Regions from separate parts of the Sus scrofa genome. Here all the other regions are linked to region 3. The links are chromatin contacts, called in public Hi-C and HiChIP or PLAC-seq maps. All regions are on one chromosome and are shown on one strand. Each heading gives the region's core, a stretch centred on a gene start, on an enhancer-like site or on the middle of the called end of the contact. The rest is flanking DNA. Distances are from core to core; before and after follow the strand shown.

What was found. A called contact is a pair of places that touch in the nucleus more often than the background predicts. HiChIP or PLAC-seq counts read pairs in DNA pulled down with a chosen protein or histone mark.
Region 1: a Hi-C map of skeletal muscle shows a contact between it and region 3, with 8 times the contacts expected there. The contact joins two enhancer-like sites. A contact is called at or near these places in 1 of 5 promoter capture datasets (liver), 21 of 47 Hi-C or Micro-C datasets (adipocytes, alveolar macrophages, brain and 12 more) and 1 of 2 datasets of contacts at active chromatin or transcription factors (skeletal muscle).
Region 2: a contact with region 3 is called in an H3K27ac HiChIP or PLAC-seq map of skeletal muscle. The contact joins two enhancer-like sites. A contact is called at or near these places in 2 of 47 Hi-C or Micro-C datasets (blood and skeletal muscle) and 1 of 2 datasets of contacts at active chromatin or transcription factors (skeletal muscle).

Annotation. Positions count from the first base shown.
Region 1 is chr13:26,841,187-26,845,512 of Sscrofa11.1, reverse strand. All of the region lies in intron 11 of ANO10 (anoctamin-10), which reads left to right. Among named protein-coding and RNA genes, the nearest start is that of ANO10, 160 kb to the left of the region's middle. Within about 2 kb of position 2,977, at least 1 of the 83 cell types and tissues checked has an H3K27ac peak or open chromatin away from gene starts, as enhancers often do.
Region 2 is chr13:26,815,212-26,819,432 of Sscrofa11.1, reverse strand. All of the region lies in intron 11 of ANO10 (anoctamin-10), which reads left to right. Among named protein-coding and RNA genes, the nearest start is that of SNRK, 150 kb to the right of the region's middle. Within about 2 kb of position 2,357, at least 3 of the 83 cell types and tissues checked have an H3K27ac peak or open chromatin away from gene starts, as enhancers often do. A contact at or near this core is called in skeletal muscle, where this site is marked.
Region 3 is chr13:26,548,055-26,552,418 of Sscrofa11.1, reverse strand. LOC110256580 (a long non-coding RNA gene) reads left to right here. Exons shown (of 2, transcript XR_002338245.1): 2 at 160-1,610. Among named protein-coding and RNA genes, the nearest start is that of POMGNT2, 47 kb to the right of the region's middle. Within about 2 kb of position 1,313, at least 28 of the 83 cell types and tissues checked have an H3K27ac peak or open chromatin away from gene starts, as enhancers often do. A contact at or near this core is called in skeletal muscle, where this site is marked.

The DNA.
Region 1 (4,326 bases), core at 1,728-4,227, 290 kb before region 3:
ATGAGTCCAGAAATAGAGCAAAGGGGCGGGAAGGCAGATCATGTCAGGCTTTTCAGGTCAAGGGCACAACTTTGGAGTAATTCTAGTGCTTCGAGAGCCTCTGAAGAGTCTGAGCAGGGGCTGGGTGATCGGACTTCTGTGTTAAGGGGTCATTCTGACTGCTTTGGTGACAATGATGGGATAAGGGCAAAGGCAGTGGAGTCCTCAGATGGAGTAGTAAATGTCAGGGTGGCAGAAGTGGTTGGGTTCTGGATATATTTTCAAGGCAAAGCCAAAAGAATTTGATAATAGGTATAATAGGTTGCAGGAGGGGTGTAACAAAAGCAGGACCTCAAGGTTGGATCCCCCAAGTTTGGCCTGAGCAACTTAGAGAAAGGAGTTGTCATTTCTGGGATAAATATAGCATTATCAAAGGGTTGTGGCAATTAAGGTCTAGATAATACTGTAAGAGCATTTTCTCTTTTTTAAAAGTTGGGGATTAACAAGCATATGGTTAAGTGTATTAAATTGCAGTTTTGCAGGAACACTGTGTCTTATATGTTTTATTCAACATAAAATGGAGGGAATGTTTTTCTTTTTTTCTTTAATTACATACATCTTAAATTCTTTACCTTTTTTAGTTCTTTTGAGAAACAAGGTACATCCATCTGTGCTACAAATTGAAACAAAATTCATTTGTTCTACGAGTATCTTTTGTCCCTATTTTGCATATTCATAATATCCTGGCCCTATGGAAGGAATTAAAAAAGGTATAACCTCTGCCTGAGGGATATTCTTTTGATAAAAGTAAATAAAAGATGTGAAAACTGTAATGAGTAATGGCCAGATTGAAGCAGATCCCACTGGCTGGCATCTGGCCTGTGTGTGTGTATCACCTGCTATCCTGGAATATCTGTCACAACATGACGATGTTTTGGTTCTATGACCTGCAAACGATTGACTGAAAAGAGTACACAAGGAAATGGCTTATCTTAGTCCTGATGGGTGAGAGGCTGAGTGAGGCTTTGAAGCATACCTCAAGTAAAGGGCTTTGATGTGGCATAATGTGGGGTGTCACCGGTACAGGAGTAAACCCTTGGAGATGACGACGTCGCAGGAAAGACACTTGTTCCTCAATCAGTCAGCTGATGACATAATGTTGAGGGAATCCAGCCAGTAGGCAGCCCTCAGGCTAAACAGGGAAAAATACTCTGGTGATTAAGGCAGTTTTAATTCAATTCTGAGTTTTCCTAGAAAAAATGATGTGAGAGAGAATTTTATTCTGACCAGGGACCCGGTATTGAACATTTTATAGAAATTACCAGACACATTGGATTTAACTGTATTTATTTTCAACTATAAATGGCACTTCTAATTCATTTTTTTTTAATGGTCGCACTAGCAGCATATAAATGGCACTTTTAATTCTTTTTTTTTTTTTTTTTTTTAATGGTCGCACTAGCAGCACATAGAATCCAGCTGCAGCTGCAGCAATACCGGATCCTTTAACCCACTGCATTGGGCCGGGGTTTGAACCAGCACCTCTGCAAGCAATTCAAGCTGCTGCAGTTGGATTTTTAACCCACTATGCCTTGGTGGGAACTCCTAAATGGAACTTTTTAGTATAAACCTTATTCAGTATTAAGAAACCCAGTTGCCAGTCACAAAATTTTACTTATGGTGACATGGTCCCAGACGTACTGGAAAGCTGCTTTTGTTTTCAGGTATTCTACCTTAGTTTTACTAAAGCAAATCAGAGAAACTGTCATTGCACTTAAGGAACTCAAAAGATCATTCAGATTTTTATCATCCTCTTTGAAAGAGAATTTGAAGTAGTTGGTGGTTTTTTGAGAAACTGATTTAAGAATCATTTTCCAAAAAGACCTTTTGCTCTGAACTAGGTGAACTAACCTGATTTAAAAAGAAACAAAACAATACTTCCCTTAGCAGTGGCAGAAAATAGATATCATCACAGACACACCTGTAATCACTTAGGTACCAATTACATTGCCCATCTGTTTCATAATTGTTATTTACATTTCTTAGTAGAGGTATTTCATGCTTTTTTCTTGGTTCCTCTTTCTTTGGCTTTTTTGTTTGTGTCGACTTTCTTTGCCTGTTGATCCCCAGCACCTCACTGCCTCATTATCTAACAAGACTCAAAGCTTCAGTGCAAATGGCAGCCGTAGTGTTCTGCTAAAACTTCAGCTTTGTAAAAAAATCCTCCTACTTCAGCCGTAAAACTGCCTCACTGGAGTGCGGTCTGTAATGGGAGGCATGACTGTGCATGATGAGCGCTTTCTGTATATGACAGCACTGGAGAATTCAAACAAACCCAATTGTCAGAGCAGCCATAGCAGCCTGCAGAGTGAGGCTGGGATTGGCCTATAACCCGTTAGGAACGAATCCTTTTTCATTTCCTCAGAGATGATTTCTATAGCCACTTGAGAAAATTAATGTTTTTATGTCACGGTGCAGCTCTCTTCCCTTTGCCTAATACAAGCCTCTTTCTCTGGTCTCCTCCCCACCCCACCCCTGCCCCCGTCACTCAGCTTAGCTCTGTCTGTGCCTACCCCTTCATTCATTGCTCCTAAAGCTTCTGATGGATTGTGAAGGGCAGGTAGACTTGCTCTGTGACTTAGGGGCCATCACATTTGGTCTCTGGGCCTACTCCCCTCTCCTCTTCTACTGGGAGGACTATTTGCAGTAAACTTTTTGTAGGATTTGGATTTCCCAAGAGGAAAAGGACTAGGCAATAAAATAAAAATAACAACCAAATTTATTTTGGTAGAAATTTTCTCTTAACTATCTGAGGAGAGATGTTTTAAACCACTAGAGGGAGCCCATATTGTTCTGATTTCTGAATCCTGTAACATTTAACCCTTTGGTTTTATTGGCAGTAGAAAAAACCGCTCAATGGTTTCCGCATGCATAATGCTAATGCTCTTCAGTCTGCTTTCAAGGCGAAAGGGGGAGATCATCAGTTGGAAACCGCTGTCTACACTGGTGGTGTTGTCCTCCTGGTGCTCCATGTCGCAGGATGGGATATGGGTAGTCATCTGAGCGAGGACCTTGTGCTGGCTCTTTGGCGGGGATCCTGGCCCTTTTCCTCCAACCTCCCCGTAACACTCACTATCATCTCCCCCCACCTTCCTTCCACCGACCCCCAGGCAGATTTGGTCATGCAGCAGATAATTGGACGGTGAATAATACAACTGTCTTCCTCGTCAGTGTGGGAATCTCGGTCTTAGGTGTTGTGTTATGGCCTCTTTCAGCCTTTCCTCCCTGTTCTGTGCCATCTGAGGAGCTTTCTTCTCATGATTTCTCAGATCCTTTTCAACTCCTCAGGTTCTTTCTCTTTCCATCAGTGAAGTTGTGTTTGTGTTTCATTGGCTTCGTGCAAGCAAAGGATTACTCAAAATACCTGTTTTACCATTCAAGTTACTAAAACCTGTTAATATAAAAAAGTGTTAATTGCACTCAACTTATAAAGCTTATTTTATTTGTAAACCTAGTACATTTTATTTGCATTTTGATTACTATTCAATAAACTCATTGGAGTCCCTAAACTACGAACCCCAACACAAAATGAGGTAACATTTAAGCTTAATTGGCAGGCCTCATCTATCCAGCTCAGACCTGTCAAAAGCTTGGCAGAGCATCCTTGCAGCCTAACAAGCAGAATCTTCTGAGTATCAGACAACTCAAATCAAGTAATCTGACCTGTAAAAGCAGTAGATTCGATTCTGTTGCGCATTTCCACCGTGTTAGAAGAAGGAAGCACAAAACGGCCCAGTGATTTTAAAACACGTTTTGCACCCTTATGATAGGACTCATCCTAAGTTGTTACACTCCCTCCTTCACCCCAGGTTCCCCACTCATCTGACAGGAGCAGGACTACGGTTTGTGCCGTAAACCACACAGCAGCTGGGATTGCAGGCCTGGTGAGGCTGAACCAGGGTCCTGCGCTGGGACTGCTTCTAGTTTTTCTACCAAAGCCACAGTTCATCTCTCAGGATGGCCTTAATAGTATAAGACTTTGTTCACTTTTTTAAACAATGTTTGTAATTTATAAAATTTTGTACCTCCTACCCCAGTGTATAGACTGACTACTGAGAAATTTGAGTTGATTCAGTTTGTTATAGCACACCCTCCCACTCTCCCCACTCCCCATAAACCTTTTAGGCATAGTTCACCTTTTACTTGTTCTTGGCCACTATCCTAGGTTGACCTGTAAGCTGGAAGCTTATTCAGCCTTTCAAAACCTTCATGGATTATGCTAAGCCAAGTCAGAATACACACACTGATAAAGCTAAGATACTTACTGGGATAATTTCTGTAACAGGG
Region 2 (4,221 bases), core at 1,108-3,607, 270 kb before region 3:
GGTCCCTAGTGCCCAGCGGGCTGCTAACACACAGTCATCTGACTTGCCTCCTCTCTCCTAAAAACGCCTTTGATTTGCCTTCCAGAACCCCATATCACCTGCTTTTCCCCTGCCACTCTTTTTCAGTGTGGCAATTCCACTCCTGTGTACATGCCCAATAGAAATGAAAACATGTCCACACAAACATTTGCACATAAATGTTCACAGCAGTATTTTTTAGAATAGCCCCCAAATGGAAACAACCCAGATGTCCATCAACTGACAAATGGATAAGTAAAATGTGATTAATCTATACAATTGAGTATTATTAGACAGTGAAAAGAAATGAACCACTAATATATGCTATACAGTGTTGATGAAACTTGAAAGCGTTATGCTAAGTGAAAAACCAATCACAAAAGACCACATATTTTAAGATTCCATTTATATAAAATGTCCAGAGTAGGCAAATCAGAAAGTAGACGACTGCTGAGAGCTCAGGGAGATGGAGGGTTGTTAAGCGATGATGGCTAAGGTAGAACACCATCTTTTTGGAGGTGTAAGGAGAATGTTCTAAAATTGATTGTGGTGGTCTTTGCACACTTCTATGTGTATGTACTAAAAACCTTTGAATTGTGTGCTTTAACTGGGAGAATGATATGTCAATAAAGCTGTTTTTTTTTTTAAAGGTGAATACATTTTCAAGCCTAGAGAGTGATAGGGAAACCTGTTTTAGAATTGCCCTGCAGCCCATTTCATTAGTAACAAATCTTTAGCGTTTGAGGGTAGATTTTACTTTCAGAGTAGGAAAAATAATTTCATACCAAATCTTAGAAGTTTACCCAGTGGCCAAACTGCCTTATACAGTTGGGAGAGAAAACCACCAACAGCAGAAAGCTTTCTTTCTTTCACTTGCTCTGGCTGCACATATGGGAGTTCCAAAACCTTTTTGTGATTTTGCAATTCCAGTTCCCTGGAATAAGGATAGAGCCTCCTGGACTCATTGCTACCAGTTTGCTCAGTAAGCCAGCTCTGAGACAGATACTAGTATGCAGGACATTCATTAGGGGAAGCTCTTGAGAATCAAGACCCAAAAAGAGAAAGAAGCAGGAATGAGCAGGGGAAGAAGCTGGGTGGCACTGCAGTCTCATCAAAGACCTCAGCTGATTCCTCAGGCTGGCCCCGCAGAGTTGTCCCAAGTTAGGACAAGGTGGCCAGGCTTTTGGACTTCGCTCCTCATGAACTAGCCCATTGAGTGTGGGCTGCTTCAGGGGCAGGGGGTGGCCACCCACAAGGCGGGTCTCTTCAGCTGAGAGCGGCTGGGGGAATCAGTCCTTCAGTCCTGCTGGGGCATGTGGATGGCGTGTTCCAGCAGTCCCTACAACTCCCTCACGTTCTGAGTGCTGCTCCTCTTGAGATTCACCTCTTGAGAAGTCCCTCTTTCTATGAGAATGGACCTAGGGACCATAATTCAGAGCAATCTTGATGTTGTAAACTTTAAATTTGTGCTGTGATATGCCTTGAAAATAAGGAAAGCTTCTTCTTATTCTACTGGTCTTAATTTTAAGGCTATATAGTATGTCTGCTGTTAATACTGTGTATTATAATACCTAAGCAGTAGAAAAGAATGCTCTTCCTGGCCATGTCAGACATCCTGACGGCCTCAGTCTCCTAAGCCCCACTCTCCTTGCCTGGTGGGATCAGCTGAAGTGTCGGGACTCCTGGATAAGCTCTGTTGCTGGCAATCCAAGCATTAGGCAGGTGATTCCAGCCGCCTGATTTTGTGTCCTTGCACTGTGGCAGAGCCACCACCCTTATGGTCCCTGGAGTGCACCTTGGCTTGTCACCATGGCTCATGATTTAAAGGTTACAAATGTGTGTTTCTCCAGTGTGATTTAAAGTCTCACTTGAGGGTCCAATTAAAGTAAATGAAGTAAGTATATAGTGAAATGAAACTGCAATCTCAGGATATCATTTTGCTTCACAGGCCTTAGAGAACATTTCTGGGCACATACTTATTAAATGTTGCTTGATTTTTTTGCTTGTCAAGTGATCAAAATAATTGTTGAAAAAACAAAACATACTCCAAATAAAACATAACTCTCTCTACAGATTGCACTTCCTTTCACAATCATCAAATCTGGCTTAGAAACAGCTTTGTGCGTGAAATGTGCTTCTGATCAGGAGGAGAACAAGCTTTACAAGCTTTCTGGTGGGTAGCAAGCTTTACAAGCTTGCTGCCAAGTGGGGAATGCACAGATTTTAGAGCCGAGAGAACCTGGGAGTGTCTTTAAAGTTCATCATTGTAAGGGCATCAAGCTTTAACACTGGATGAGATGTGTTCTCTGATGACACAGGCATTGCCAAAGCCTTGAAAGCCAGCTTTCTCACACCAGTGACAAATGACAACCTCATCACTCAGTGTCCACAAACTGTGAGGAGCCTCTTCTGTTAGCAACTCCCCTACAATGGAGATTGTATTTTAAAAGGAAAGGGCTATGTGGCATTCAACTTAATTCTTTAACCTTTTAAATGATTTTCTGCTATTCATGTAGTCTGATTGGCATTTTTTTTTTCAAATCACTGTGTCATTAATTGGTGAGAGGAAGAGGAAGAAAACACTTTTCATGCTTTTGTAGTAATCAGGTATTCTTATCTCTCTCATTGTTTCGATGGTTCTCATAACATTTATTTTCCTATTGCTTTTTCCTCTATACATTTCTTTTTCCTTTTTTCTTTTCTTTCTTTTTTTTTTTTTTTTTTTGGCAGCACCCACAGCATGTGGAAATTCCCAGGCCAAAGATCTAACCTATGCCACGGTAGCAACCTGAGCCTCAGCAGTAACAATGCCAGATCCTTAACCCGCTGTGCCACAAGAGAACTCCTTATACCTCTTTTAGATTTCAGCTTTCCATGAAACTTTTAAGTCCAACTCCTCATTTGCTTGACTGATCTTGGGAAAGAGCCCGTGTGCACAGGCCAGAGGACCAGGCTCTTTGTGATGATGATGGCTCCCTATCATCCCTGTGTGTGCATCCTCTGTGTGCCAGGTGCAGACCCTGGTCAGGAGCACGATGTGCTGGTCTCCCAGGCACTGCCCTGCCTCAGCTGTATCCCTCAGGACCCAGCAGTGACTCACCAGAGTTACGGCCAGAAGATGCTGTGAGAAGCCTTCAGAGAAGATTCCCATTCATTGTGTAATTAAGACTGAGGCAAACTTTGTGAGGTTTTGTCTTTTTTTTTTTTTTTTTTTTTTTTTTTTAAGGGCTGCACCTGAGTCGTATGTAGGTTCCAGGCTAGGGGTCGAGCTACTGGCCTGAGCAACAGCCACAGCAGCACTGGATCCAAGCCACATCTGCGACCTATACCACAGTTCATAGCAACGCCGGATCCTTAACCCACTCAGCAAGGCCAGGGATCCAACTGGCATCCTCATGGATACTAGTCAGATTCGTTTCTGCTGAACCACGACAATAACTCCAGCTTTCTCATTTTTTGAACAAATATTTGTATGAATTAATTGGTTAATAATTTGAGTTTCTAGTCTTTGTACACACTCTGTACCAAAGGATAGCACACCCCAGCCAAAGGACAAAAGCCTCCTGCTGCTTTTGATGAAGTTAATGAAGTGATGTTAGCACACAGCTGCCCTTTCACGCTACAGGGAATGGCAGAGTTCCATAGTCAGGACAGAGACACAGCAATAACGCTTAAAATATTTACTGTTTGGGCCTCTGAGAAGTTTGCTGACCCTGCTCTGGACTAAGACAATCTATTGTTTTGTTTTCTTTAGAGAAGTAATGCATGCATATGGGGATGGGAGGACAATATCACAAGGTCCAAATAATATAATAAAGTGAAAAGCACAAGTCTCCTCTGCACCGTTCTTTTTTTTTATTAAAGTATAGTTGATTCACAGTGTTGTGTTAGTTTCAGATGTCCAGCAAAGTGATTATTTGTATTTATACTTTTCAGATTCTTTTCCACTTTAATTTATTACAAGATATTGAATAGAATTCCCTGTGCTATATGATAGGACCTTGTTGTTTCCCTATTTTATATATAGTAGTTTTTATCTGCTAATTCCAAGCTCCTAATTTATCCCTCTCCCTCTTCCCCTTTGGTAACCATAAGTTTGTTTCTATGTTGGTTAATCGGTTTATGTTTTGTAAATAAGTTCAGTTGTATCATTTTTTAGATTCCACATATAAGTGATTTCATATAATATTTGTCTTTCTCTGA
Region 3 (4,364 bases), core at 64-2,563:
CTGTCCAGCCCAGCCGCTTAGGCTAACCAATGAATATGCAGAACTTCCTTGGACATTCTGAGCCTGGGGAAACTCACTCTCCCCCAGGCAGCATTCCCTGGTTTCATCTTGAGAGTCAAGCGGCCTGAGCTAGTATCCCATTTTTATCTTCTCCTACAGGCTTGCGTGTGACCTTGGAGAAATGATTTGCTCTCTCTGTTCCTGGTGTTCTTTATAAAATGGAGACAACACAAGTACCTGCCTGGGGCAGTTGCTGGAGTGGTGGTGAATGAGATGACATAGAGAACACATACCTAGCCCTGCCGACTGTGCCTGGTAGCCAGTCTGCCCCTTTAAGCTTAGCCGTTGCTCCGAGGTCTGCCCTCTGCAGCAGTCATCTGTCCCAGCCGGAGAAATGAGCGGGGCTGCTATACAGACGAGGACTGTGCCAGGCTGCCCGCTGGCAGGAGGAGAAGGGCTGATGGGATCCCAAAGCGCTGCTCCTGAACTGTGTCGACGGAGGGGAGTTCAGACCCTACTGGAGTCCAGAACGCGGGTGCACTCTGCCACCTGCTCTGCATGAGCCCTCCCTGAGGGCGAGTTCCTCAACCTGGGACTGTCGATTTGTTCACCTTTTCAATGGAAGTAACATACCCACCACTGTGTCAGGGAAAGATGCAACTGCTAATACCTAAGACGTGATAAGCACACGGACTGGCACCTACTAAAGATTTATTTCAGATTATAAAAAGTTGCTATTTCTGCTCTTAACTTTTTTCTTTATTGTAAAGTGCTCCCCTTCCACGCCCACCACCCTGTTTCAAACAAAGAGCACACCAAAGTTTCTGTAAATCTGGTCCTGTTTGAACCCAAGCAGACGTGACTTTAATGTGATATCACAAAGGTTCAGACCAGGTCCTGTGTTACCCAAACTGCCTCCTTGTTGGCTGATCACATGACTGTCATTCCCTTCACATGCCCGGAGCTCAGGCTGCGAGCTAAAATCAGAATGAGCCAAAGGTTTCCGGTCAATTCAGCCTAAGATTCTTCCCCTTGTGACGACATCGGGGCCTCTGCATCATGAGCCGGGGTGCGGGGGAGGAGCCTGTGTGGTTGTACTGGTACCCCTCGCCCACCTCGCCCCTCTCCCCCCTCAGTGGCCCTGGGACCCAGGGCGTGAGAGAGGGAGAAGGTGTGCCAGTCCTCAGAGCCACCTGCAACCGCACAGACAGCACCCCCTACCCGACTCTATCCCCAGCCCAGGACCACTTTGCCTCCACAGAGATCCAGGCGTCTTCCTTAGTGCAACCGGGCCAGGGGCTGTGCCTCTGCCACTTCTCCAAGCTGGTGCCCAGTGGAATTGGCCAGGGATGCAGTGGCTCTGTTGGCAGCCCCGAGGGGCAGAGGGGCATTCTGTGCCATTTGGACAGAGTCACATTTCCAACTGGATTGAAAGTGGAATCTTTAATAATATATAGATTTTTCAGTGACTGAAGCCTTGCTCTTGCCAAATCCTAGCATAAAGCATATTTTTACAGCTGGGATGATAAATCCCTGAAAGACGGCACTTACCATGGAAACGCTGACACAGCCTTTCATTCCCTTCGCAGTGATTAAAATCCTCATTTCAATTTGTTTTCCTTTATTTTGAGCTGGAGTCATTTGCAAGTCCTAGGAATACATCTCCTGGTGGTGGTAGAAAACTAAATGCTGCCCTCTGTCAGAAATCAGAGGGAACTGCTCTTCACTCCCTGGAGTGGAGCAATGGCTTGGAGGATTATGGAAACCAGGAAAACAGGCCTTCTTACTAGGAATCTTACCAGGAGAGAAATTCCTGCAGGACTTAACCCAGTTTCCTAGGCAAAGGGAGGCAGGGAAGGGAAGGCAGCTAATAAAAGGCTTGTTAGCAAACCAGAGGCCACTAGGGGCAACTGGAGATTCGGCCCACCGGGGAATTCTCTAAGCCAGTATGGACTTAGCACCTCAGTCATCCTGCTGGAGAGGCAGGAGAGTTCCTCGTTGGTTGCGGGCTGCTGGCCATCAATTCTTAGGCACTTAGGGCCTGACGGCCTTCGCAGGTTCCAGGCAGAGATGCGGATCTTGGCAAATGGAGGGCCAGCCCTTGTCATGTTGAGGCCCCAGCAGATATGGGCAGCCTCCCATCTGTCTGCTGCACCCACTCTCCATTGCTCCTTTTATTCTCCTTTGGACCATTTCATTTGCAGGGATATTTTATGCCCTTGGAATTAAGGGGTGATGCCTTCTGTTTAGTCATGGCCTACAGTCTTTGCTGAACCAAACGCCCAGTGTCCTACCAACTAGATGCTTCAGGATGTTTTTCTTACTTTCCAGGTCCCTTAATTGATAATAAAATCTGTCATGGGCCTGACCACAGTTCTTAATCAACCAGTGAGACTGCAGCGGCGCCCCTGGTCTGAAAGCCCGACGCAGTCTCAGGTTTCTTCTTCTAAAAAGGCATCCCCATCATTCAGCTGTGCAGATCTCACGAGGATGCAGCCTAATGGGATTGGGATTGTTTCTCCAATTCTGCTCGCAGGCAGTGCTTGGGGGAGCAATTTTCCAAAATGTGTCCCACAGACACTCAGTGAACAGAGATACTCTTCACAAGAGGGCTTCAGAGATCGGTTACTGTTGGTAAAATTGCTAGAAACAGCCCCTTCTTAAAGGTCACACTACCTGCCAGCATCTTAAAGGCTCTGAGAGGTACTGCAGGGAGAAAAATCCAAATAGCTTTGCTTAACTCATTGTTTCCCAACTTATTTCATCACGAGACCTCTTCTTGGGGAACATCTGTTACCATCCTCTGACACTAGGTTGTGCTACATGTAAAATGCCTTTATTTGTCCTTTTCCCCCTTATCTTACTAAATTTTAAAAATATTTTCATTATATAAACATTACATGTTCATTGGAGAAAAACTGGAAAATGCAAATAAGCAAAAAAAGGAGACAGATCTGGCGTTGCTGTGGCTGTGGTGTAGGCCGGTGATCACAGCTCCAATTAGACCCCTGGCCTGGGAACCTCCATATGCCCCAAGCGTGGCCCTAAAAAGTAAATTAAAAAAAAAAAAAGGAGAGAAGGAAGCACTGAGGCCCAATTACTGTGGATGTTTGGGTTCTAATCCAGCACATGTCTGTGTAGCCCCCTTCTTTTGTGGGAGAAGGGTTTTGCTGTAGCAAGAGTCCATCCGTGTTTCCTGGACTCTGTTCAGTTTTATGATCCCTGATTCTAAAATAGCAGGTTTCATAAAAGAAAGCACACATTTCATCCAACAGTGGCCAAAGAATCATTTTTGAACTATTTCCAAAATGCCCGGAGGAGGAAAATTCCTTTACCATATGTTACCTCTCTTATGCGGAATGGCAGGCCAAGAAAATCAACAAAATGGTAGGAAGAAGGGGAAAATGGTATAAAATCATTTTATATTTATATATAATATAAATATAATTTATGTTATATAATACATTATATAAGTATTATATGTATTATATTTATATATAAATATATATTTTTTATATAAGCTATGTAAAAATATTTGTTATAATACAGACAGGAATAAAATACACCCAAGAATTAGGAAGGTTAGGTCTGGAATATGGGCTTCAAGGTGACTTTTATTTTCTTTGCTGCTGTAAAAGCAAAAGTTAAAGATAAGTATTTTTAAAAGTACCTCCCTACATACAGAAGGCCACTTTTGGTGAGGAGTAAAGCAGATCAGCAGATGCTGAGTCTGGTGGGGGGGGGGCCTCTTACCTGGAAGGAGAAATTTCTTGGGGGTAGGGAGCCCCTCACATCTCTCCCACCTGGGAAGCAGTAGGCTTGCTCCAAATAGCATCACCTCCTTTTCCTCCAGATGCAACAAGTCATGTTTAGGGGTCATGGGTGGTTCAGGGTGAAACCAGAGTTTCAGCTGTTGCATGGACCTGCAGAGCAGTTCCAGGAGGGAAGTGCCTTTATTGACCCTTTTCACAAATGCCCCCTGAACATGTGCACTCATTTCTGCCCAAGAACTCTGGTTGTTCCCTCAGCCTGGGATACTCATCCTTCAGGACTCAGCTCAGAGAAGGTCTGTGAGGAATCCAAGAGCACACAGCACCAACATCTGCCTGACTGCAAATCTCACAAACCCAAGCTGCGCTCGAAAAGTGTTTCCAATAGTTACAGTTCAAAAGGGAAAAATTCCTGCCCCAAGTTTGCCATAGGATGCCAGGCGCTACCCAGACCCCTGGGGAGGACATCTGATGTGTATTCCAGAGCTTTTTTTTCTTTCTTTTTCTTTCTTTTTTCTTTTTTTGGCTGCCCTGTGGCATACTGAGTTCCTAGGCAAGGGATCAGATCTGAGCCACAGTTGTGACCTATGCTGA